Regions from separate parts of the Mus musculus genome. Here all the other regions are linked to region 5. A link is a contact called in public ChIA-PET, Hi-C and HiChIP or PLAC-seq data. All regions are on one chromosome and are shown on one strand. The core of a region is the stretch at or near the end of the contact, and the rest is flanking DNA. Distances in the headings are between cores, read along the strand shown. Region 1 has its middle 52 kb from the start of Gm35615. Region 2 has its middle 46 kb from the start of Gm40660. Region 3 has its middle 34 kb from the start of Gm35671. Region 4 has its middle 21 kb from the start of Gm40660. Region 5 holds the start of Klf6 (Kruppel-like factor 6). Region 6 has its middle 77 kb from the start of Gm35615. Region 7 has its middle 37 kb from the start of Gm40660.

What was found. Hi-C and Micro-C count contacts between places; a contact is called where the count stands out from the background. ChIA-PET counts read pairs in DNA pulled down with a chosen protein or histone mark. HiChIP or PLAC-seq counts read pairs in DNA pulled down with a chosen protein or histone mark.
Region 1: a FOXA1 HiChIP or PLAC-seq map of pancreatic cancer cells shows a contact between it and region 5. The contact joins the enhancer-like site here to the promoter of Klf6 in region 5. A contact is called at or near these places in 7 of 39 promoter capture datasets (3T3-L1-derived adipocytes, HPC-7-derived erythroid cells, cranial neural crest and 3 more), 9 of 484 Hi-C or Micro-C datasets (the BV-2 cell line, ECoMG-derived neutrophils, the N1E-115 cell line and 5 more), 18 of 115 datasets of contacts at active chromatin or transcription factors (the 230-238 cell line, SST interneurons, bone marrow-derived dendritic cells and 13 more) and 1 of 9 other capture datasets (adipose tissue).
Region 2: a contact with region 5 is called in an RNA polymerase II ChIA-PET map of memory CD8 T cells, with 227 read pairs. The contact joins the enhancer-like site here to the promoter of Klf6 in region 5. A contact is called at or near these places in 10 of 39 promoter capture datasets (the 3T3-L1 cell line, 3T3-L1-derived adipocytes, embryonic stem cells and 5 more), 3 of 15 datasets of contacts at CTCF or cohesin (the NIH/3T3 cell line, large pre-B cells and pro-B cells), 5 of 484 Hi-C or Micro-C datasets (CD4 T cells, adipose-derived mesenchymal stem cells, embryonic fibroblasts and 2 more), 19 of 115 datasets of contacts at active chromatin or transcription factors (the 230-238 cell line, CD8 T cells, the NIH/3T3 cell line and 14 more) and 3 of 9 other capture datasets (adipose tissue, embryonic stem cells and macrophages).
Region 3: a contact with region 5 is called in an H3K4me3 HiChIP or PLAC-seq map of forebrain, with 7 times the contacts expected there. The contact joins the enhancer-like site here to the promoter of Klf6 in region 5. A contact is called at or near these places in 3 of 39 promoter capture datasets (the 3T3-L1 cell line, hippocampal neurons and liver), 7 of 484 Hi-C or Micro-C datasets (cerebral cortex, cortical neurons, forebrain and 1 more) and 9 of 115 datasets of contacts at active chromatin or transcription factors (CD8 T cells, VIP interneurons, bone marrow-derived macrophages and 5 more).
Region 4: a contact with region 5 is called in a Hi-C map of cortical neurons, with 4 times the contacts expected there. The contact joins the enhancer-like site here to the promoter of Klf6 in region 5. A contact is called at or near these places in 6 of 39 promoter capture datasets (the C10 cell line, HPC-7-derived erythroid cells, embryonic stem cells and 3 more), 1 of 484 Hi-C or Micro-C datasets (cortical neurons), 5 of 115 datasets of contacts at active chromatin or transcription factors (the 230-238 cell line, bone marrow-derived macrophages, large pre-B cells and 2 more) and 1 of 9 other capture datasets (pancreatic islet).
Region 6: a contact with region 5 is called in an H3K4me3 HiChIP or PLAC-seq map of intestinal villus epithelium, with 7 times the contacts expected there. The contact joins the enhancer-like site here to the promoter of Klf6 in region 5. A contact is called at or near these places in 9 of 39 promoter capture datasets (the 3T3-L1 cell line, 3T3-L1-derived adipocytes, HPC-7-derived erythroid cells and 5 more), 1 of 484 Hi-C or Micro-C datasets (Th2 cells), 12 of 115 datasets of contacts at active chromatin or transcription factors (the 230-238 cell line, CD8 T cells, Th17 cells and 8 more) and 1 of 9 other capture datasets (adipose tissue).
Region 7: a Hi-C map of cortical neurons shows a contact between it and region 5, with 2.2 times the contacts expected there. The contact joins the enhancer-like site here to the promoter of Klf6 in region 5. A contact is called at or near these places in 5 of 39 promoter capture datasets (the 3T3-L1 cell line, frontonasal cranial neural crest, hippocampal neurons and 1 more), 5 of 484 Hi-C or Micro-C datasets (cerebral cortex, cortical neurons and forebrain), 8 of 115 datasets of contacts at active chromatin or transcription factors (the 230-238 cell line, acute myeloid leukemia, bone marrow-derived macrophages and 4 more) and 1 of 9 other capture datasets (pancreatic islet).

The regions. Positions count from the first base shown.
Region 1 is chr13:6,235,443-6,238,429 of GRCm38.p6, forward strand. No RefSeq gene overlaps it. Among named protein-coding and RNA genes, the nearest start is that of Gm35615, 52 kb to the right of the region's middle. Within about 2 kb of position 1,254, at least 15 of the 459 cell types and tissues checked have an H3K27ac peak or open chromatin away from gene starts, as enhancers often do. A contact at or near this core is called in pancreatic cancer cells, where this site is marked.
Region 2 is chr13:5,407,336-5,410,532 of GRCm38.p6, forward strand. No RefSeq gene overlaps it. Among named protein-coding and RNA genes, the nearest start is that of Gm40660, 46 kb to the right of the region's middle. Within about 2 kb of position 1,291, at least 19 of the 459 cell types and tissues checked have an H3K27ac peak or open chromatin away from gene starts, as enhancers often do. A contact at or near this core is called in CD8 T cells, effector CD8 T cells, memory CD8 T cells and 1 more, where this site is marked.
Region 3 is chr13:6,339,894-6,342,972 of GRCm38.p6, forward strand. No RefSeq gene overlaps it. Among named protein-coding and RNA genes, the nearest start is that of Gm35671, 34 kb to the left of the region's middle. Within about 2 kb of position 1,353, at least 22 of the 459 cell types and tissues checked have an H3K27ac peak or open chromatin away from gene starts, as enhancers often do. A contact at or near this core is called in VIP interneurons, cortical neurons and forebrain, where this site is marked.
Region 4 is chr13:5,474,859-5,477,756 of GRCm38.p6, forward strand. No RefSeq gene overlaps it. Among named protein-coding and RNA genes, the nearest start is that of Gm40660, 21 kb to the left of the region's middle. Within about 2 kb of position 1,438, at least 1 of the 459 cell types and tissues checked has an H3K27ac peak or open chromatin away from gene starts, as enhancers often do. A contact at or near this core is called in cortical neurons, where this site is marked.
Region 5 is chr13:5,860,229-5,863,388 of GRCm38.p6, forward strand. It overlaps Klf6 (Kruppel-like factor 6), which reads left to right and starts at 1,261. Exons shown (of 4, transcript NM_011803.2): 1 at 1,261-1,614. The coding sequence starts at 1,411.
Region 6 is chr13:6,211,066-6,214,088 of GRCm38.p6, forward strand. No RefSeq gene overlaps it. Among named protein-coding and RNA genes, the nearest start is that of Gm35615, 77 kb to the right of the region's middle. Within about 2 kb of position 1,251, at least 13 of the 459 cell types and tissues checked have an H3K27ac peak or open chromatin away from gene starts, as enhancers often do. A contact at or near this core is called in CD8 T cells, Th17 cells, Th2 cells and 1 more, where this site is marked.
Region 7 is chr13:5,490,713-5,493,892 of GRCm38.p6, forward strand. No RefSeq gene overlaps it. Among named protein-coding and RNA genes, the nearest start is that of Gm40660, 37 kb to the left of the region's middle. Within about 2 kb of position 1,764, at least 7 of the 459 cell types and tissues checked have an H3K27ac peak or open chromatin away from gene starts, as enhancers often do. A contact at or near this core is called in cortical neurons, where this site is marked.

The DNA of each region.
Region 1 (2,987 bases), core at 4-2,503, 380 kb after region 5:
TTGACATACAATCCTGAGGACATGAGTTCTATCCCAAGAACCTAGGTAAGGGTAGGCTTGGTAGAGCATGATTGCAATTCCAGTACTCCAACTGTGAGATGGAAGTTGAGGTCAGGGAAATCCCCAAAGGCTAACAGGCTTTCTGATACCCTGACCTACACAGCTGACAGTGACAGGAAGCGCTGCCTTAATCAAAGTAAAAGGTCACTTCTGACTTCCAGTGCACATTTCATGATGTGTGCATGGTTCCCCCCCTCACATCCCCCAAAAATACTTACTTGAGTGATGCCCTTTGAAAAAACTTACATTATGGCTGAATAGTTATATCCTTGGTCCTGCCACTCAAACCACAAATATGGGAATAATGCCTTCTGCTCCATATTGAAAAAAAAAAAAAAAAAAAAAGAGCTCTTTGTAAATCATCATGTTTCTCTAGTGATGTATGCACATCAATACCATCCTGTACTACCATATTCAATGTTTCTGAAGAGATGGGACCTAGTTCATGCTACTATTTTGTTGCCGAAGCTACAGTGCTGTGTTTTCAGTCCATTGGGAGTATCTGACCAGGCACTCCACAAAATTCAAGGAAGATGTGAGACTTACTAGAAAGTAATTCTATTAAGAAATGTCTGAATGATTAACCCATTCATCAATGGGTTAGGTTGTCTTGCTGTTGTTTTTCATAAAATCAACCTGTTGCTTTAAGTAGTCTATGATCACATTACTGAGAAAACAAACAAATACATTTCAAACAAAAAAATTTACTAATACAAGGCACTCAAAAAATGAAGGTCAGTTGTGGTTGACAAGAAGTTGGAAAGGTAACTATCAGTGGAACTGAGCTTCATACTGTAGTAGAGGCATTGAATATCAGAATAATTCTGATGTCTTTCCTGAGATTTGAGGTATATTTTTGAGAGCATGGGTATTGGCTGCTGGGTAGGTAGGGAGGATCTGGGAGGAGTTTCTGGAAGGGAAAACATGGTCAAAATATATTCTATGGAAAAAAGCATTTAAGAAGAGGAGGGGGAAGAAGAAAGAAGAAGAGGATCCGGAGGAGACGTCAGAAAATGACCATTATGCTAGATTTTGTGTTTCTGAACTTACACAACCCGAAGCACAGCCTTTCAGCTGCTGGAAGCTGTTAGGGTATTACACTGTACATTGAGCATCCCTTAGATGCTGTGCAGGAGAGTCCGTACTGTTACTCCTGCTGAGCAGGAAGCCAGCCCACATACCTTTGCATCCCGACCCTTTTCCTACATCCTTTAGCGTATCAGCTACCGCCCATGAGTCACTCAACAAACAGGTACAGAGGTCTTGTTCACTTTGTGGCTTAGGAGAACATTCCAGCGTCTCTGGTAAGGAAGACCAGAGTCTAACCCCAAAGTTTTAAATGGCTAGAATTACTAGTAGTGACTGAATGTTACGATGTTAAGATGGTATCTCAAGTTTCCTTCTAATGCACCTCGCTGCCTATTTCTACATAAATTTCTCCCTAAATTCCAGAAGATACCATGCTTCTGAGAAAAGTAGCCTAGTCTTGCAGGAAACTGCCACGTTTCCTGCTTCTTTTTATTAATCATTGTGTGGAAACAGAAAATAGCAAAATAAATAAGTACATAAATAAATAACCTCTCTGTTATGTCCTAGTTCAGCTCTGACCAGGAAAACTTTCATTATGAAAATGAGAGCATTGGGGAAAGTACATTGCTGTTAATTTTATTGTATTTCCAGGTTGGATGTCACTGCATACCTGTACTTTTACGGGCAAATCTTCTACAGTCATGCTTATAGAATAGGGCCAACTCTCATAATCAGGTCTGATTTGCCCTGTGAATCAGGAGAACATTCCAGAAGAACAAGAAGCTCCCAGGGGCTCTAACTACTCGGATAACTGGAAGACCAACTTAGCTGTGTGGTCAGTCCTTAAGTCCACATATTCCTTGAGTAAGGCACAGTTATGCAAGAGCTACAAAAGGACAAAATGTATACGACATAGAGTCATCCTTCTTCTCTTGCTAAGTGATGAAATGTTGACAGTGTTCTCTCCCACAATCTTGAAAGCCAATGATAGGTGTGGTTTTTAAGGGCAGGCAAGCTGTAAATCTACAGCACTACAGTAGGCATGCAGTGGGTACTGGGCATCTGGGCACCATCAGGACATAATTAACTCTCTGCAGAAGAGATGCAAGCTACCTCCTTCATTTCTAGAGACCAGACCTGAAATCTGGATGCAGATGAACTCTGTTAACTGTGATAAAAAGATGGAATATTCATCTCACCAGGAGGGGAAGTAGCTTTCTCATCCATCAATGCTTTATTCCTGAACAAAATTGAACTGCCAAACCTCAGTGTGTTAAAACAGTGATGTACCCCTTGATAAATGAAGAATGGAGGATTAGAGGTTTGGGTCTTCCAAACTGAGATGTCTCCCAAAGTTCAGATCCTCAAAATGTGACTATGTTTAATCATATGTTGAAAACTAAATGCAACTGTTGGCTGAGCTGAGGAAGTGTAGCTTGTAGAAGCTATAATGCCTTCCATTCTCTTACTACCCACCGCAGACATCACAGAGAATTTTTTTTTAAATTAGGTATTTTCCTCATTTACATTTTCAATGCTATCCCAAAGGTCCCCCATACCCACCCCCCCAATCCCCTACCCACCCACTCCCCCTTTTTGGCCCTGGCGTTCCCCTGTACTGGGGCATATAAAGTTTACAAGTCCAATGGGCCTCTCTTTGCAGTGATGGCCAACTAGGCCATCTTTTGATACATATGCAGCTAGAGACAAGAGCTCCGGGGTACTGGTTAGTTCATATTGTTGTTCCACCTATAGGCTTGCAGTTCCCTTTAGCTCCTTGGGTAATTTCTCTAGCTCCTCCATTGGGGGCCGTGTGACCCATCCAATAGTTGACTGTGATCATCCACTTCTGTGTTTGCTAGGCCCCGGCATAGTCTCACAAGAGACAGCTATATCTG
Region 2 (3,197 bases), core at 41-2,540, 450 kb before region 5:
CCTCTCCTCTTGCTTTATTTTTTTATATATATATTTTCATTATTTACATTTCAAATGTTAGCCCCTTTCCTGGTCGCCCCCCCCTCCCCCCAGAAATCCCCTATCCCATCCTTCCTCTCCTGACTTATATGAGGGTGCTTCCCCACCCACCAACCCACACCCTCCCTCCCGCCTCCCTACCCTGGCATTCCCCTACACTAAAGCTTAGAGTCTTCATAGGACCAAGGACTTCTCCTCCCATTGATGCCCAACAAGGCCAAGCTCTGCTATATATGAGGTTGGAGCCATTGGTCCCTCCATGTGTACTCTTTGATTGGTGGTTTCGTCCCTGGGAGCTCTGGGGAATCTGGTTGGTTGATACTGTTGTTCTTTCGATGGCATTTCAAACCCCTTCAGCTCCTTCAGCCTTATCTCTTAACTCCTCCATTGGGGACCCAGTGCTCAGTCCAATGGTTGCCTATGAACATTTGCCTCTGTATTTGTCAGGCTGTGGCAGAGTCTCTCAGGAGACAGCTATATCAGGTTCCTGTCAGCAAACACTTCTTGGCATCTGTGATAGTGTCTGGGTTTAGTGTCTGTATATAGGATGTATCCCCATGTGGGGCAGTCTCTAGATGGCCTTTCCTTCAGTCTCTGCTCTGAACACTGTCTGCTCAGTCTCTGCTCAGTCCCATGCCCATGGAATGGTAGGATTAATTATAGTAAAATGGCCATCTTGCCAAAAGCAATCGTCAGATTCAATGCAATCCCCATCAATATTCCAACTCAATTGTTAATAGAGTTAGAAAGAGCAATTTGCAAATTCATTTGGAATAACAGAAAAAAAAAGACAGGATAGGAAATCTATTTTCAACAAAAAAAGAACTCCTCTTGCTTTCTGGACTCCCAGTTTTCAATAACTTTTCTTTCCTTTAGGTTGCTCCCAGCACATTTTACAAGGCACGCCACTGCAAATTTCTCATGAGCTTTAGATTCTTCGTTTCATGTGAGTGCTACTGTAACCTAGTAAATAACAGCATTAAGCACTTCCTGCAGAAGCTGATGGTCTACACATCCCCCTGTCACCCAGTCCAAGTGCACCTTTCTGTTGAGTGGATGTAACCACAGTGATGACTTTTTTTTTCCCTCAAAGGATCAGTAGTTGCCACTAAATGATTTTGCTAGTGAATAAGTGCTTACTACATTAAGGTTCATTCCTTTTACCTGAATCTCAGAGAAGCAGAAAGCACATCTGATGGAAAGTAAAGTGGTTTCGTATATATGACCGACTTCCTGCCCTTGTGTGATAACAAGCACATTGAACTGAAAAAGCCTCTCACTTCACAACTGGCCTGTATGATCAGAAGTGACTGGAGCAACCTTTCTGAACTTTGGTTTCCTTGCCTAAAAAGGACTTGGTTTAGAGGAAGTTCAGTAGTTGTCATGCTAATTTGTTCTATAGGGAGGTTTCACAAAAGCTCCATATACATACCAGTATATTGTTCTCTTGGCACAGTTTTAACTCCACAGCACGAAGTTTATATTTTCTCAAATTCTAGTTTCTAGAATCCTATAGGTAAATCAGTGTCTCCCAAGAACAGAGTGAGTACAGACATCTCTGGCAGGAGACCCTACCAGCACTCACTGTCCCCTGGGGAATAGCTTTACTAGATTTTGTTGAATAGCCAAGAATATATCTGATGGACATAGGTTGGAGGCCTCTTCTCCCCTATGAAACATGGACAATGCACAGCTATCAGGAGACTCTAATGGAGGGATATCTGTAAAACAATGTGTGTATGAATTAGAAGGAATAAGATATAAGCAGAGATTTCACTGATTATTCTCAACCTGATTTATCAATCTTATGTTACTTCATGGTTATTGAAAATAATTTCAAAGGGCTAGGGGAAAACCCCAGTGGGTAAAAGGACCTGCCACAGGGGGATTAAAATCTGAGTAAAAATCTCCAAAATTCACACAAAGCTAGAAATAGAAGCATGTTTCTGTGTATTACCAGCCCTTCTAATGAGAGATGGGAGTGGAAGACAAGGGAATCTATGGAGGCTCATGAGCTAGGTAACCTAGTGTGTGCAGTGTCTGTCTAAAGAAAGTTGAAAGATGATGACATCCAAGGATGGTGTTTCATCTCAACCAACGTACTATGTCAGTAGTATTCCTTCACTCACAGAGACAGACACATACACGCAGGAGTTTATAAAAATTATTTCAGGACTGGATTAACTGTTGCAGTCACCAATTGCCAATAAAGTAAAACTAGTCATTTTACTATGATTTTGATATGTTTAAGTGACTTTCTTTGACCAATGTATAAATTATATAATATAGAAATTGTAGGTATTTGGGAATTAACTTTATATTGTAAGTCAAAGTGTTAAAATCATTAAAGGTTGAGGTCATGACACATGAGCAAATTCAACCAAGAAGAGTAGACAGCAGGAAATAATCAAACTCAGGGCTGAAATCAACCAAGTGGAAACAAAAAGAACTATACAAAGAATCAACCAAACCAGGAGCTGGTTCTTGGAGAAAATCAACAAGACAGATAAACCCTTAGCCAGACTAACTAAAGGGCACAGGGACACTATCCTAATTAACAAAATCAGAAATGAAAATGGAGGCATAACAAGAGAAACCAAAGAAATTCAAAAAATTATCAGATCCTACTACAAAAACCCATACTCAACCAAAATAGAAAATCTGGATGAAATGGATAATTTTCTAGACAGACACCAGGTACCAAAGTTAAATCAGTATCAGATAAACATCTAAACAGTCCCATAACCCCTAAAGAAATAGAAGTATATTTGACTTTTGGAATAGCATTGTAACAAATGAAAAAAAAAAAAAACACCTGATTAAAATAAAAAAATCCCCCCCCCGAAAAAAAGATATAGAAGCAGCCATTAAAAGTAAGATGGGTTTAGTGCAAAATTCTGTCAGACCTATAAAGAAGACCTAATTCCAATACTCTTCAAACTATTCCATGAAATAGAAACAGAAAGAACACTACCTAATTAGTTCTATAAGGTCACAATTACTCTGATAACTAAACCACACAAAGACCCAAAAAAGAAAGAACTTCAGGCCAATTTCCCTTATGAGTATCGATGCAAAAATAATCAATAAAATTCTCACAAACAGAATCTAAGGACACATCAAAACAATCATCCATCCTGACCAAGCAGGCTTCACCC
Region 3 (3,079 bases), core at 103-2,602, 480 kb after region 5:
TCTGGCCTCTATGGGCAAGACATACATGCAGACACAAACATATACACATATTTAAAGATGATTTCAAGCAAGGACATTTTAAAAATGAAAATTCATTGGGACAAGCTGATGTGATGAGTTTCCATTCTTCCAATAACCTCCTTCCTTCACTATTTAAAATTTGCTGAAGATTTAAAAGTATTAAGAGATAGTGGAGTGTATTTTTATTAGATTATTTTTTACTTTATAGGTAACTATAAATCATTTTAGAGCATGTTCTGGGTCTCCAAAGCCCACCAGGAATTAAGCGAGGAATCCTCAGGAGATGATGTTCAGAATCAATATTGTGGGACAGAATACCTGCCCATCGAATTGCATGCTGTTCTTTCTGGGTTTTCTCTTTGGTTAATTTCCATGAAGCGGGTCACGTGCTCTCACCCTAAGACCTCCAGGCATTCTCAGCTGTCACTTGTGAACAGCTCCTTCCTCCCTCTGCTCTTGCCACATGATGGGTGCTGGCAGCTTTTCACTGCTGTGCTGGCAGCCCCAGGCTGTGAAATCAGATGAGCAAATAACCTGAAATGCGACACACCTGGCGAGAGACAAAGGGCACATTTTCCACTGAGTGTTAGAAAACTACCAGCGCCAGGGATGTACTTTTGAATGGAGACAAGTTATAGAAATGACACTGCTGGTGCCATATATTCTGAGAACAAGCATTCTTCCTACTGTAATTTCATGTGACTTTTAAAAATGTATTTTATTATTATTTTGTAGTACCAGCACCAGCAGTATGGGCTGGGCATGTAGCTCAATTTTCAGAGTGTTCACCTACCATTTGTGAAGCCCAGGGTTCAGTCTCCAGTCTCACATGAACTGAAGGTGGTAGCACATGGCCTTGATATGATCCATGCAACTTAAGAGGTGGAGATAGGAAGACCCGACACTCAGAATCATCCTTAACTACATAGTGTTTTCAAGGCTAGCGTGAGATACATACTCTACTATACATGTATTATCATTTTGATATTGCTATAAAATTCGTCTACAGTAACCATAACAATAATGCTCCACCTCGGGAAATTTAAAAAGAAGTGAAGAGATAGAAATCGGAATGAATACAGTGAGCCATGTTGGGGGACTGCTTTTAATTTTAGAAGTAAAGGGAATATAGAAGAACACCTTGCATCTAAGTTTTTATCATCCAAGTTGTAGCTTCTTAAAGATAATGAAAGTGTCTCACATCTTTCAGTGGGTAATAGCAAAATAGATTTTCTCTGATCAACCTGCAAGAGCCTGTGTCACTAGCTCACACAGATTCTGCAGTCAACACCTCTAAGCACGATGTGCCATGATATAATTACCTCCTGCACAAGTCAGCCCTTGGGATCTCAGCCGGTGCCAAGCACAGAACACCAGCAGACAGACATATGGTCCTCCCTCTCCCTCTGTGATATTTTTATTCAGGAATTTCTGTGCAGGCCCTGGGTTTTGGCTGCTGCATTCCTGAATCTGTCTTGTGAGGCCTCTTTGCTCACAGTAACTCATAGAAGCTGCCTTTTGAATATAAGAAAAAAACTGATTCATAATTGAGCCAAATAGATTCATTTAATGGACCTAGCCCGAGGGATATCAAGCTCATTTTATGAGCAAATTTAATGAATTGTAATGAATGTCCTCATTTGAAAATTGTGTGTGTGTGTGTACCATAAAGGTATCACAGTACATGCCATCTCAGACTCACATGGGGAGGAACAATAGGGAAACTCTTCATAAAGAATGCTTATGAAGCCAGAATTTTAGATACTTAAGTATTACATATGGATTTTAAATAAGAATAATGAGATACATAAATCTAATACACATGATCTCCAAAGTAGGAGTCAGCAAAAAAGAAAAAGTTTCTTGTCTGGCCTTGTGACTCATGCAGGTAAAGCCAGTGCCTAGGGTTAAGATAGAAGGGTTACTGTGGCTTCAAGTCCATCTGGAGTTATAGAGCAAGCTGAGGACCAGCCTGAGCCATACAGTGTAGAATAAGACGTTTCTCAAGGCAAAGGAAACAAAGAGGTAGGGTAGGGGTGCTCAAGTAAATCAGGTTGCACTATCTATACCTTTAAACGTATCAAAAATAAGTTTAAATTTCAAAACACAATCTATTCTTAAAAACAGAAGAAATGGGAAAGGGGAATTAAAGAAAATGGTGCCAATATATACGCAATAAAAATGTACTCTTTTAATTTAAGAAGAATTAAACAAATGGAAAGAATTTCTTCCCTTTGGAACTGAATTGTAATTTCTACTCCTAGTAAAGGCTTCTCCAGTATCCCCACCACCACCACCACCACCTTCACATATCTGCGTTCCTCCAGCCTAGCTCTATGGTGACCCTCAACTCATGGTTGCCTGCCTTTGTCATCAGCTAAAATGACACCACCAGTCCCCCAAATCAGGGATTCATACAGTACCTTACTTCACTCAATCAAGTGTCCATGGAGGAGATCAAAAAGTATTCAGTTGCACGGTGCAGTTTTATGGGTGGTAGTGGTAGAACAGCCTGGAGCAGTCATTTCTCCACCTTAAGGGAACATCAGAGTTTCCAGAAATCATACCTGACAAAGTATGCATCACCTGCAGATGAATCCAGTACCTTCTCCACCCTGTTCTGTGCTTTAGGAAGCTGGGTGCTGTGATCGCCTTCCTGGACTCCCGAGCTTCTGGTGATTTCCATTAATGGAACAAGATTGTGGAAGAGAAGGTGGCCAGATTTTCATTTTCTGCTCCAGTGCAGGACTGACCTTTGGTGCTCCTTAATTCTTTAGTGCTTCTGCGACTGTTTCAGGATCTTGAGATAGGAGCGCACTATCCAACACCCAATAGTTACATAGCTGTGGCAGGCTACCTTTTTATACAAGGTGGGCAAAACCCTGCCAAGATCTACCAAAGACAAAAATGGGCACATGCTGGAGAAAGTAAGAGGGACACAGTCACTTACTGCAGTTTCAAAAAGTGCTGTTTGACATTTTTTAAAATGCGGTGTGGGAAAACAGTGACTGAGAAGTGGAAGAGAGTCAGTAAGAAGTGTGTGGACCCCATCCTGAAG
Region 4 (2,898 bases), core at 188-2,687, 390 kb before region 5:
GGGTTCCCAGATTGGGGGAGGCTATAGAACCTTTAGGAAATGTAACCTTGCTGGAGCGTGTAGCATTTATAGTAGCCACATGTTGTGGAGCTTCAGTGTTTACATCCGTGCCTCACTTGTTCTACCCCATGCTTGCTTCCTGTGTGTCCATGAAATGTGCACCACCCTACTTCTGCTGCCATGTCATGTCTTCACTCTCATTATGGACACATACACAACCTCCTCATAAACATTATTCTACATAAACAATACAAAACCACAGGAAGACGCCAGTGTCCTGTGTACTGCTCACAGAATACAAAATGACAGTTACTCTGTATTCATTTTTTTCTCTTCTCTTCTTTTTTTATATATTAAACAAAAGATTTATTCTTAGGAAACCTCATACAAACTTAATTGATGCCAACAGGAGCTTGTTGACAGGAGCCTGATAAAACTGTTGTTTTCTATTTACTTTAAGAACAGGATGCATAAAGGTGTCCTAAAAATAATCAGAGTCGGTAATGTTAGCCCGAGCCATGGAGAATGGTATTTCTAACCTTTATTATCTTTATTCATAACTATCACTATATGCATGTCTGTTGCAGTAAAACAATTTTAGCTTTTGAAATGTTTATATAAATCTGAAGATGATATTTTTAGGAGAGGCATTTGCAAATAAAATAAAAGAGAAGGCCCAAGCACTGCACAAGACTCCCTTTCGTTCCTTCCTTTGCTGTGTTGCTCAGTATGCAGGCTTAACCTACCACAGACCTTGTCTGTGTCCTTTTCATCGAGGAACCTGCCATTAGAAATGAAATTTTTCTTTTTTCTGATTTTTAATTTTTTATTGGGTGTTTTATTTATTCACATTCCAGATGTCATCCCCTTTCCCAGTTTCCCCTCTGGAAACTCCCTATCCCACACCCCCTCTCCCTGCTTCTATGAGGGTGCTCCCCCACTCACCTCACTGCCCTGGCATTTCCCTACACTGGTGCATCAAGCCTTCACAGGGCCAAGAGCCTCTCCTCCCTTTGATGCCCGATAAGACCATCCTCTGCTACAAATGCAGCTGGAGCCATGGGTCTCTCCATGTGTATTCTGGTTAGTGGTTGAGTCCCTGAAAACTCTGGGGGGTCTGGTTGGTTGATATTGTGGAACATGAGATTTTTTTTCCCTACCAAGATCAAACTCAGGTAAAGTCTTGCCTATGTCAATAATGTACAGGATCTGCAGAAGGACTTTACAAGCAAATCTCTCCTTTACTCTCAGTGTCTCTGGTTTCTCACAAGCATCTGGCCTCTACAACAAACACTTTTAAGCCATATTTCAGAGGTTCTCCACAGAACTCATCTTCTGCCATATTTCAACATGCAATAAATATCCTTTTTCTCAGTTAGTAACCATGTATCATGTCCCTTGTAGATATCTCTTTCTTGGAATCTGTTCTAACAATACTGGGCCCATACCCAAAAAGCACTAGAGGCATCCCAGATTATCTCTTCTCAGAATCAGTCCCACTAGCTCTGTCAAATTGACAAAAAAAAAAGGAAATAAATTTCAAGCAAGCAAAATCTGAGCTGACTACTGTATTTAGGTGTGTGCCACTGCAATTCAATTAAATGTCTAGATAGAAACAAGAAACAATAAAAAAATGCAAAACAAAAAAACAAAACAAACAAGAACAACAACAACAACAACAAAAAAAACCCAGCCAGTTAAGAACTGTATGTTTTTCTACAGAGAAGCTTCACCCAAATGTCCATGTTTGGAGTGAAAATAGGGTTCTTTCCTTGCTTCATTGTGTGGGTTTCCCACATAGTAGGCCTTTCTCAAAAGCTAAAGACAACATTGCCTCTACCAATGCCAACAAAACATGCATTTGCATATTGAGAAGGGAGAATTGGAAAAATCAGAAGCAGTCTGCAGAGATTTCGAAGGAGGAGGTAGAGTTGCCAGTAGCCAGGTAGAAACAGTCTAACATGACAGACACATTTCCTGAGCCTATCACAAGCCACTCACCTTCAAGATAAAAGCAGCATAGGTTCAGAGCTCAGCATGAAGTACACTTGACCTTGACCCCTACAGACTCAAAGTGCATCATTCTTTAGGGCAAAGGCTTTAATTGATTTCCATCTTTGGACTATCTTTAAATAGTTAAAAACTATATATCTATAGTATACAAACCAGTTTGTATAAAGAAGTCCCCTCTGACACCCTGCCTGTTTCTCTCAGACTTCACTCCTATCTCAGGGACTGTAATCTAGTCAGCATGAAGCAATATATATTTTCCATGATAAATTAATTATGAAATTAGGAATGCTAAAGCACTCAGTTAATAGTGCTCAGGCATAATCATATTAAAGCGACTGTTTTTCTACACTATTATTTTCAATCTTGTTAATTATATCTTAAAACTGGGATAATCAGAGAGTAATGAGCCATACGAGAAAGGAAGGCAAAAGAAACAGAATAGAGCAAAGTGAGGCACAACATAAAGGTCTACAGTCTCTAATTTGGCTAGCTGCCTCCTTTGGAAAATTGTACTATTCATCTCTTTATCCACTGACAAAGTTATTGGATAAAGAGTTAGAACCGTGGTTCTCAACTTGCATGTCAAAGCACCTTTGGAGTTACATATTAGATATTCTGCATATCAGATATTTGCATTATGATTCATAACAGTAGCAAAATTACAATTGTGAAGTAGCAACAAAAAATTATGGTTAGGGTCTCCACAGCATAGGGAACTGTATTAAAGTATCACATCATCAGATGTACAGTTTGAAATCCTCGCATAAAACATATTCAAAAGATGGTGTTTGGGGTTTTGCTTGTCCCTTTCTAAGGGTCTGCTAAATCTGAAAAGCAACCAACCAACCAACCAATCCTAAAATGTAATATAATTGTATTGGGAAT
Region 5 (3,160 bases), core at 11-2,510:
TAAAAGGATACTATTCATTAAAAATTATATTCGAAGTTGTTATAATTGGATTTTTATTCAAAAATTTTAGTCGCTCGTTTTTTTTTTTTTTTTTTTTAGATATCATGGTGTGCTTTGGTAGATAATTTGTATGAAAAAAATTGTCATCTTCAACCTAATTTGAATTGTTTACACATCCATGGGAAAGCCTGTTAACCTTGGTGAGACATCTCCGAGACTGCCTTCTACGAGATAAACAGATTTAAACCCCATTAGCAGCAAAATCTGCATCTTCTTTGAATTAAAACTGTGCAACAAGAAAAAGGGGAGTTTTAAGCTGTGAATGTCCAGGTCTCCAAGTACAGTGTGGCCATGGCGCCAGGTCACGGATGCGATCTTAAAAGCTGCATTTTCAACTTTTGAGTGGGTAAAATTCATTCCTGAGAACTGAGTGTTTTTGACACACTGGTCAGGTAGGGGGCTTTTGAGATGCTCTACCGTTTCCCCCTCTCTGCCTGCGTAAGAAGTGGGGGTATTTTGGTCTCAGGCTCCTGTCATCCTCCGTCCTAGACAGAAACTACCACACAGTGACTCTGGAGTACCAAGTCCCCCTGCTGTTCGGTCTTATTGTCCCATCGCCACAGGGAAACCTGCGGGCACGTTTGCGCCCACCCCGGGGCACCTCTGCATCTCTGAGTATGGAGGGGACTCCGAACAAAGAGAGAAATCAAGGGACCAAGGAGAATGGAGGGTCAGGGAAGGATCCGGGAACACGGGAACCCAGCGGGAGGAAATGAGGGGGATCGGGAATATGTCTGCTATCTTTGGTCTTTTTGGGGGGTGCCGGTCCGTGTGACCGGATCAGAAGGTGCAACCGGGCAGCCGGGCGGCGGGGACAGGTGCCCGGTTGCCCGGCTAGGCTCCCCCAGCTCCGGCCGCTCCGGCCGCACTTCTGCAACGTTGGGCTGTACACCTCCCAGCGCCGACTCCTTCGGTGCGCCGTAGCCCTCGCCTTATATACCCTGCTAAAAATAGCCTGTGAGACGTCTTTCCAATCAGCGCAGGCCGAGTTCGAATTGCACCAATAAGGAGGCCTTTAATGAAGAGGCTCGGTCACGCCAGGCGGGGCCGCTGTGTGTCCGCACCGGCGATTGGTGCGAGCTGACATCATCGTCGCGCAGCCCCGGGTACAGGAGCGGCAGGATTGGGTACCGTGGGGGGCGGAGCTCCAAGCTGGTCACGTGGGGGGAGAAGGGGGGAGCCAAGCGGGGGAGGAGGGGGGAGGCTGGCAGCGGAGCTTTGAATAGGGAAGTTTTGCAGGGGTTACGCTTGCAGTCAGTCCGCTGTTTGCAAATATTGCGTGGGCTCGGCGCGCTGCGGGCTGCGGGAGGGTCCGGACCCGGCGTCCGATTGCAGCGCCATCCAGTTTGCATGAAACTTTCACCTGCGCTCCCGGGAACAGTTTCTGCTCGGACTCCTGATCGTTCACCTCCCTGTTTTCCCGACAGCGAGGACTGTCTTTTCCAACCCGACATGGATGTGCTCCCAATGTGTAGCATCTTCCAGGAACTACAGATTGTGCACGAAACGGGCTACTTCTCGGCTCTGCCGTCCCTGGAGGAATATTGGCAACAGGTAAATACGGATTTTTTTTTTTTTTTCACCTGCCCGGTACGCCGAGGAGGGAGTCGCGCGGAGGAGCAGGCAAGATGGTGTGTGCTTGGAAGTGCATCTTTTTAATGATGATTAGCATTTGCCTAATTAAAAATATAAAGTAATGATCTTAAGATGTCCTTCTGCTGCCTGGAATGATGAAGGCACTGTAGAGCGAGCCTTCGGGAGCGAGGAGTAGAGTTGTCATTTGTGTGAAGGCGAGCTCTCCTTCCCACTACGTTTTTATTTCTTCATTTTTTTTTCGTGTTTTGCTAATTCCGAGCTTACGAGCAGCATACACCTGGGGGGGGGGACCCCAAATTATTCTGACCGATCCAGACCTGAGCCCTTGGCACAAGTTTGGGGTTTGTACCAGCTCCAAACTCCACAGCTGGACCCTGTCATACGAACGAGCTTGCCTTGACTACCAAAAGATTTGATTTAAGGATTTTGGTTTTGTTTTGATATTTGTATGTCCCAAATTTAAAAGTCTTAACATTTTGCTTGCGGAACGCAGTAGTTCTTTTTGAATTCAAGGCCATTTGCAGTTTCTTTTCCGTCTGGATAATTTCTTATCATTCACGTATGCCTGCCTTGTTTTTCTTACCTGCTTTTCTTGTTGACTGCGCGGCGGGTGTGTGTGTGTGGGGGTGCTGTTTGCACACAAGTGACTTGTCAGTCATATGACAATGAGTCCATTCCTAGTTGCTTCGGGTCTTACTTTGGGCAAGAAAAATCTCTAATTCCGGCATTTTAGTGGAACTAGAATTTGGGGCAACCGGAATAAAAGAAACACCCCCTACCCCTTCTAAGTCATAGGATTCTGTGAGTGGCAAAAATATTCTCAAACACTTTCACCATTGTCTTTAAAAACGATGATTCTGTGGCCGTCTCTCTACCCTTCTGGGTATTTTTTTTCCTCCAAGTGAATTAGCAGATCAAATAAATTCCGTCGGTTTCACAACCTCCCAGGCTTTAAAACCCAGGAAAAGCGAAGTGTTGGCTGAAACCTCCCCATGCCGGCTTAATTGTTCACAATCCTCTCTGCCTTTCTCTCCCCCTCTCCATTTTTCCTCCTCAAAGAAGCTGCTCCCTGGGACGTGATTGAAATTGATCTTAGTAGTTTCCTTTAGGCATTTGGGATTTGGGCAACTAGCCAGACTTGGCTCCTGGTCCCCTTCAGAGCCTTTTAAACTCCCAGAGAGCTTCGATCAGGTCCCCACTGCTCATCAGCATACTGGCGATTTTAAATTAGCCAGTTGATTAAAGTTTAACAAGATCTTCATAAATGTCTTCGCCATTTCTTTGGAACATCAATAATAGGTATCGCCGCTTCGATTCCTAATACTGTACACACTGTAACAGACATCGAATTTTGGGGGGAAATGGAAAACAGGCACCCCCTCTTCCTTAGCTTGCTTGTGCTTGCTGTGTGAGGCCGGGACTTAGGATGTGTATACTGTGATAGAAGGCACATTGTTTAGTAAGCTTTAGCCCTTTTGCTGGTAGCCTGTGCTCAAGATGGTCT
Region 6 (3,023 bases), core at 1-2,500, 350 kb after region 5:
TATGTATGTGATAAGCACACACACACACACACATTCAGTACAGTAGAGTATACTCTGTTAGAAGGGAAGGGATGTGCCTTATAAGATGTGTTAGTAGAGCTTCATGGCAAGGTGACTATGATGAAGCAAAGGTCCGTCTCCCTCCACTCATTCTGAGGAAATTCCTAAGGAGATTCCCAAACACCTGCAGAATGATTCCATGGCGCCCTAACTACCAGCTGCATTCACTTGTCATGTGTCTGAAGGAGAGACCTCATTAGCCAATTCCAACAAAAGTGACCTTTAGGATGACATTCAGAATTGCAACAATACAGGGGAGAGAAGGCAAAATACTGCTGATAAGGCTCGAGGATTCTCACCTCCAACATCAGATGGAATGTCAGCTGTTCATGATGTTAGATGTTGGGAGTGACTCTTGGTACAGCAATAAAGGATTGATATTAAAGAAATGTGCTGTGGATTATTTATTAACCAATATACTGTTGGAAGCCATTTGAATTATTTTACCTTCTTCCTGGTGATGCTAAAGGCACTGAGATGAACAGCCTGAACACATATATAGCCCTCTCCAGGGACAGATTTCCAAAGAGAATGTGCAGTATCAAATGCTGAACAAATTTACTAGGTTTGTATTGAATTATTTTTCCTGCTCTTTTCCTAGAAGCTGCATATTTTATAGTTCCAATTTAAAGAAGTAGAAACAAGTATTTCTCTGTGTATTTATTGCAGCCAGATAAATGTCCCCAGTGATGTCTATGTCATAATCCCACGCATGTATGACAAGTTTATATTGCATAACAAAAGGACCTTTGTAGATAGAAGTGAGATAGGGAGTTGAAAATAAAAATAATGCTGGTTTTCCATCGCTGTAAGGAAATACCTGTGATCACTAACAAAAAACTGAAAAGTTTTTTTGAGCTCATGGATTCAATCCTTGAGTCCTTAGTCCTGTTACTTTGGGGCAGTGGTAAGAAAGGGCATCTTGGTAGGTAGGGCATGTTAGAGGAAAGCGGCTCACCCCAGGAAGTCAAGGAAACTGAAAGGAGACAGGCAGAAGCTTGGGCAGTAGTGTATTGGGGGCCCATGGCCCCAGTGATTTCACGTCTTTTCTGTAGGACTCACCTCCTAAAACTTCCACCACTTTCCAAGCAAGCATCTCATGGTCTTTTGGTGGACACTCAAGGCCTGAACCACAGCACGAGATGACTGAATTACTCACTATCTGCACAGACAAAATATCATCCCACACAAGGCCTGGACCACAGCACGAGATGACTGAATTACTCACTATCTGCACAGACAAAATATCAGCACAGGAATCTGTAAATGCTCATTGGTAAGAATGAGCAGGAGGTCACAGAGTGACAATATGTGAACTCAAGTCATTGTTGCTAGCTTTGAGGATGGAGGAAGGAGCCAGAAGCCAAGGAATGCATGCCCTTCACAGTTTCTAGAAAACAAAGAAAGCATAGAAGTCTAAAAACAAACCTGTAGCCCACTGCCATCTTAATTTTGGCTTAGTGAGACCCGTGGCAGGTCCATCACCTCTGAAACTATCTTGCAGTAGATTCCTTGTAGTTTCAAGCTACAAAAGGTAAGTCATTACACAGAAAATGAGTATGTTCACTTCACATTATAAAACATTTTCACTTTCAATTTTAGTATGTAAAAGAGATATAGTTCAGTAAATGATTGCCCAATGTGACAACTGTGAAGTTACTGAGTACTTTACTTCCTTTGGCCCTAGATCTCTTTCTGTCTTGTGCCCAAACCCATTATCTCCCGTGCACATTTTGTTTACAATACTCTTTTTGTGACCTTATTAATTTTTTGACATACTCTGTTGCCTCTTGGAGGTTGTTTTTACTTCTAAGACTTGTTTTAAGTAAATGGCTGCTGGGACTGAAAGCAAACAAATCCTAACATCATCTCATAAAACTGCCTCCCAGGAAAAAAGAAAAATAAGCAGCTTAGAAACCCCTTCATCCATTTCTCAGTGCATCCACATTACATGCATTGCTTATACATAAGCAGAACCTGGGCCACCCTCCAAGATTGCCCTGCAGTCAAAGGGAAGAAGCAAGAAGATAATGTGACCATGACCCAGAGCAGGCTTGGACTAAGACCTGCAGCCATCCCAAAGGCTGCTTTCAGGAAACGGAAAATGCATGCTTTAAAGACAGCATGGTGTCTAACCAGGAAAGCACAAGAGGCTCTTTGGTTGAAATTTCAGCATTCTTTCTTTAATGTGGATGTACAGTGGAGGAGAAAGAGAGCAACAAAAGACCCTGTGTGCCATTATGAGAGATTCATCATGAAACAATTTCTATTTAGTTTGCATATTTTTGAGGTTGCATAAACATGACAGTAAAATCTAGACAGAATTGCCTCCAGATTGACACAGAACACTCGAGGAAAAGATATACAAATTTCTTTTTATAAAACCCAATGTCACCTGATCTTACTCACTTATGTAGCTAACTTATGGTGTAGCTCAGTACTTAGATATTTTCCTAGTATGTGCAAGGTCCTTCATCTCAACACTTGAAAAAAATACGAAAATAAAAATTTAACTATAGGAGCTGGAGAGATGGCTAAGTAGTTAGGAGCAGTTGCTGCTCTTGTAGAAGAACCACATGTGGTTTCCATGTCAGGTAACTTCCTCACAACCACCTGTAACTCTAACTCCGGATGTTTCTCACTTCTACTATCCATGGGAACCTATACTGCACACACACACACACACACACACACACACACACACACATACATATACACACACACACACACATACACACACACATACAGACATACAGACACAGAGTTTAAAATAATAAATAATTTCTTTTTAAATTGAGCTTAAGCAAGGCAGAAGAGTGGAAAAGAGGATGTTAACTGGTGATTGAGCTACTATGGGCAAACTATGTGTGTGTGTATGTGTGTGTGTGTGTGTTTGTGTGTGTGTGTGTGTGTGTGTGCGCGCACACACATACATATATATACACACATCTATCTATAGCTAT
Region 7 (3,180 bases), core at 514-3,013, 370 kb before region 5:
TGAAACACATGAAACTCAAGAAGAACAAAGAGCAAAGTGTGGACACTTTGCTCCTTCTTAGAATTGAGAACAAAACACCCATGGAAGGAGTTACAGAGACAAAGTTTGGAGCTGAGATGTAAGGATGGACCATCTAGAGACTGCCATACCAAGGGATCCATCCCATAATCAGCCTCCAAACGCTGACACCATTGCATACACTAGCAAGATTTTGCTGAAAGGACCCTGATATAGCTGTCTCTTGCAAGGCTATGCCGGGGCCTAGCAAACACAGAAGTGGATGCTCACAGTCAGCCATTGGATGGATCATAGGGCCCCCAATGGAGGAGTTAGAGATAGTACCCAACGAACTAAGGGGTCTGTAACCCTATAGGTGGAACAATAATATGAACTAACCAGTACCTCCCAGAGCTCATGTCTCTAGTTGCATATGTATCAGAAGATGGCCTAGTCAGCCATCATTGGAAAGAGAAGCCCATTCGTCTTGTAAACTTCATATGCCTCAGTACAGGGGAATGCCACGGCCAAAAGTAGGAGTGGGTGGGTAGGGCAGTGGGGTGCTGGAGGGTATGGGGGACTTTTGGGATAGCATTGGAAATGTAAATGAAGAAAATACCTAATAAAATTATATACAAACAAAAAATATATAGGAAATAATTCCAATGAAAAGCAAATAATGATTATAAACTGATAAACATGGCTGAAATTATTGTGCAGCAAAACTAATATCTTTAAAGGGAAACACAATTTTGTATCAGTTTAATATGTTTATGAATGTTTTATTAAAAATAAAACCCACATTAAATTCAGCATTCAATCCATTGAAAAATATATGACTCGGTGATACTTATCATATTGGCAATCTGCTACATGATCAGCAACATCTGTCTCTATAACTTTTCAATTTTTTAAAACTGAAGACATGTCATCTTCAGACATGTCTGTATCTTCTATTTTTAGTTCTTGGTAACCACCATCCTATTTTCTACATATATGACTACTGGAGGTATCTCATAAGTGAATAAAATAATATTTGTTGATTTATTACTGGCTTGTTTTACTCAACATAATGTTCTCAAAGTTGATACATATTGTATCAAGCATCAGAATTACCTCAATCTAGCTAAACAACTTTCCATTCTCTATGTGTGCCACATGGTTTGCTTATTTGTTTATTACTATTTAAGTATTGGGTTTCCTCCATGTTTTAATTGCTATGAGTAATTATACTATCAACACAGGTATAAAGATATCTCTCAGAGACTGTACATTCTCAGAACTGAAATTTCTGGATCATATGGTAGTTCTTTTTTCAAATTTTTAAGACCCAATAATACTGTTTTCCTCTTCAGACATAGCATTTCATAAATTCACCAACAGACTGCGTATTGTTCTGGTTTCTTTATCCACATACTTTGTTCTCCATGGTGGTCATCATAAATAAAATTAAATTTAACAGTAGAGTACTAATGATGTGTTAGCTCATTCAAGAAAAAGAGAGAAATGATTTTTAAAACATGATTCGAGATTGAAAGAAACAGAAAAAAAGCATAAATTTTGAAGTGATTGAGGCAGTCATAAAAATATATACAAAACTTTCTGACGAGACATTTGAAAGTCTAGAGGAAATGGATTATTTCCCAGAAAAATATGGATTGCCAAAATTCACCCAAGAAGAAAGGGGAAACTTAAATACACCAGTTACCATAAAAGAGTTTAGAAAAAGATGCTTAAAGATCTATCATTGAAAAAGGCAGTGGGAACAGATGGCCACCCAGCTGAGGTTTATGTAACATGCATTTTATATAACCTTTAAGAAAGAGAGCTGTTCAAAGTTAAATTATTTCAGGCCTTAGGGGAAAAAAGATAAAAGACTTCCCCAGTTCATTTTACAAAGGCAATATAACATTCAAAATAGGAAAATTGAACAATAAAAGATGATTATAAAAAGATGTTGTTCATGAACAAAGATGAAAATACATTAAAATGTGAGTAACTATGTTATGGCCATGTTCCTTTTATGTGTTTTGTTGTTGTCACATAAGTAACATATTCAATGGATGATTTTGTGTCAAAAAATAACAGAAATGAAGTAAAGACAAAGGCACTCTACCATGGCCTCATGAAGCTTTCTGTCTAGCATGAGGAATATGAGAGTGAAAGAGGTAAACACACACTTGATACATCAGATGATGATTCAGCAAAAAGAGAAAACTGAGCAGAGATATAGATAGGTGCTAAGAGGAAAGTTAGCCACTTTGGATTACGTATACCTTTTATCAGAGAATTTGCTCTGCTAGTATGGAGGCTGGAGCAGACCAGAGAGCACTGTTTGGGATTAATGCAGAGTAGATAACACAAGAAACCAGTGAAGAATGCCATAAGGTACCAGGACCACAGTGCACCTGCTGCAAAGCAAGATCAGAAGAAGGCAGGGAAATACAGAGAAAGAAAATAGTGCTGAGATCATGCAGGGCATTAAGTAAAACAATGAGTCTCCCATGAAAGAGGAGTGCAGCACTTTTAACATGGAGCTGGAGTTATTTAACTTCTGTCTCAGAAGTTAAAATGGCTCTGACCAGTAGAGTGAGACTGAAGTACAGAAACCAAATGGGGGTGTTTTCTGGTGCCTAACATAGGGCTTCAGATGCCTTGGATAGCAATAGTGACAGTGAAAGTGTTAGGAAATGCTGAGGAGGTGTGTGTGTGTGTCTAATTGTGTTTGTGTGTGTGTTTCTGTATGTATATCTGTCTGAATGAGTGTATTTGTGTGTGTATAATTGTGTTTGCGTGTGTGTATTTGTGTGTGTATGTTGGTATATATGTGTGTGTTTGTGTGTGCATATGTGTATATGTTTCTATATGTGTGTGTGTTTGTGTATGTATCTGTGCGTATGAGTGTGGTTTTGTGTATATATGTGCACATATATATGTATGTATATGTGTGTGTGAATGTGTGTATGTGTGTTTGTGTGTGCATATGTTTACATATACCTGTGTATGTGTATGTTTGTGTGTAAGTATAATATATGTGTGTTTGTTTGTGTTTGTATGTGTATGTGTGCATGTGTGTATGTGTGTTCGTATATGTATATATGTGTAGGTTTATCTGTGTATGTGTCTGTATTTGTGTGTATGTGTGTGTGTGTATGTGTAAGTATGTTTGTATGTATTTATGTA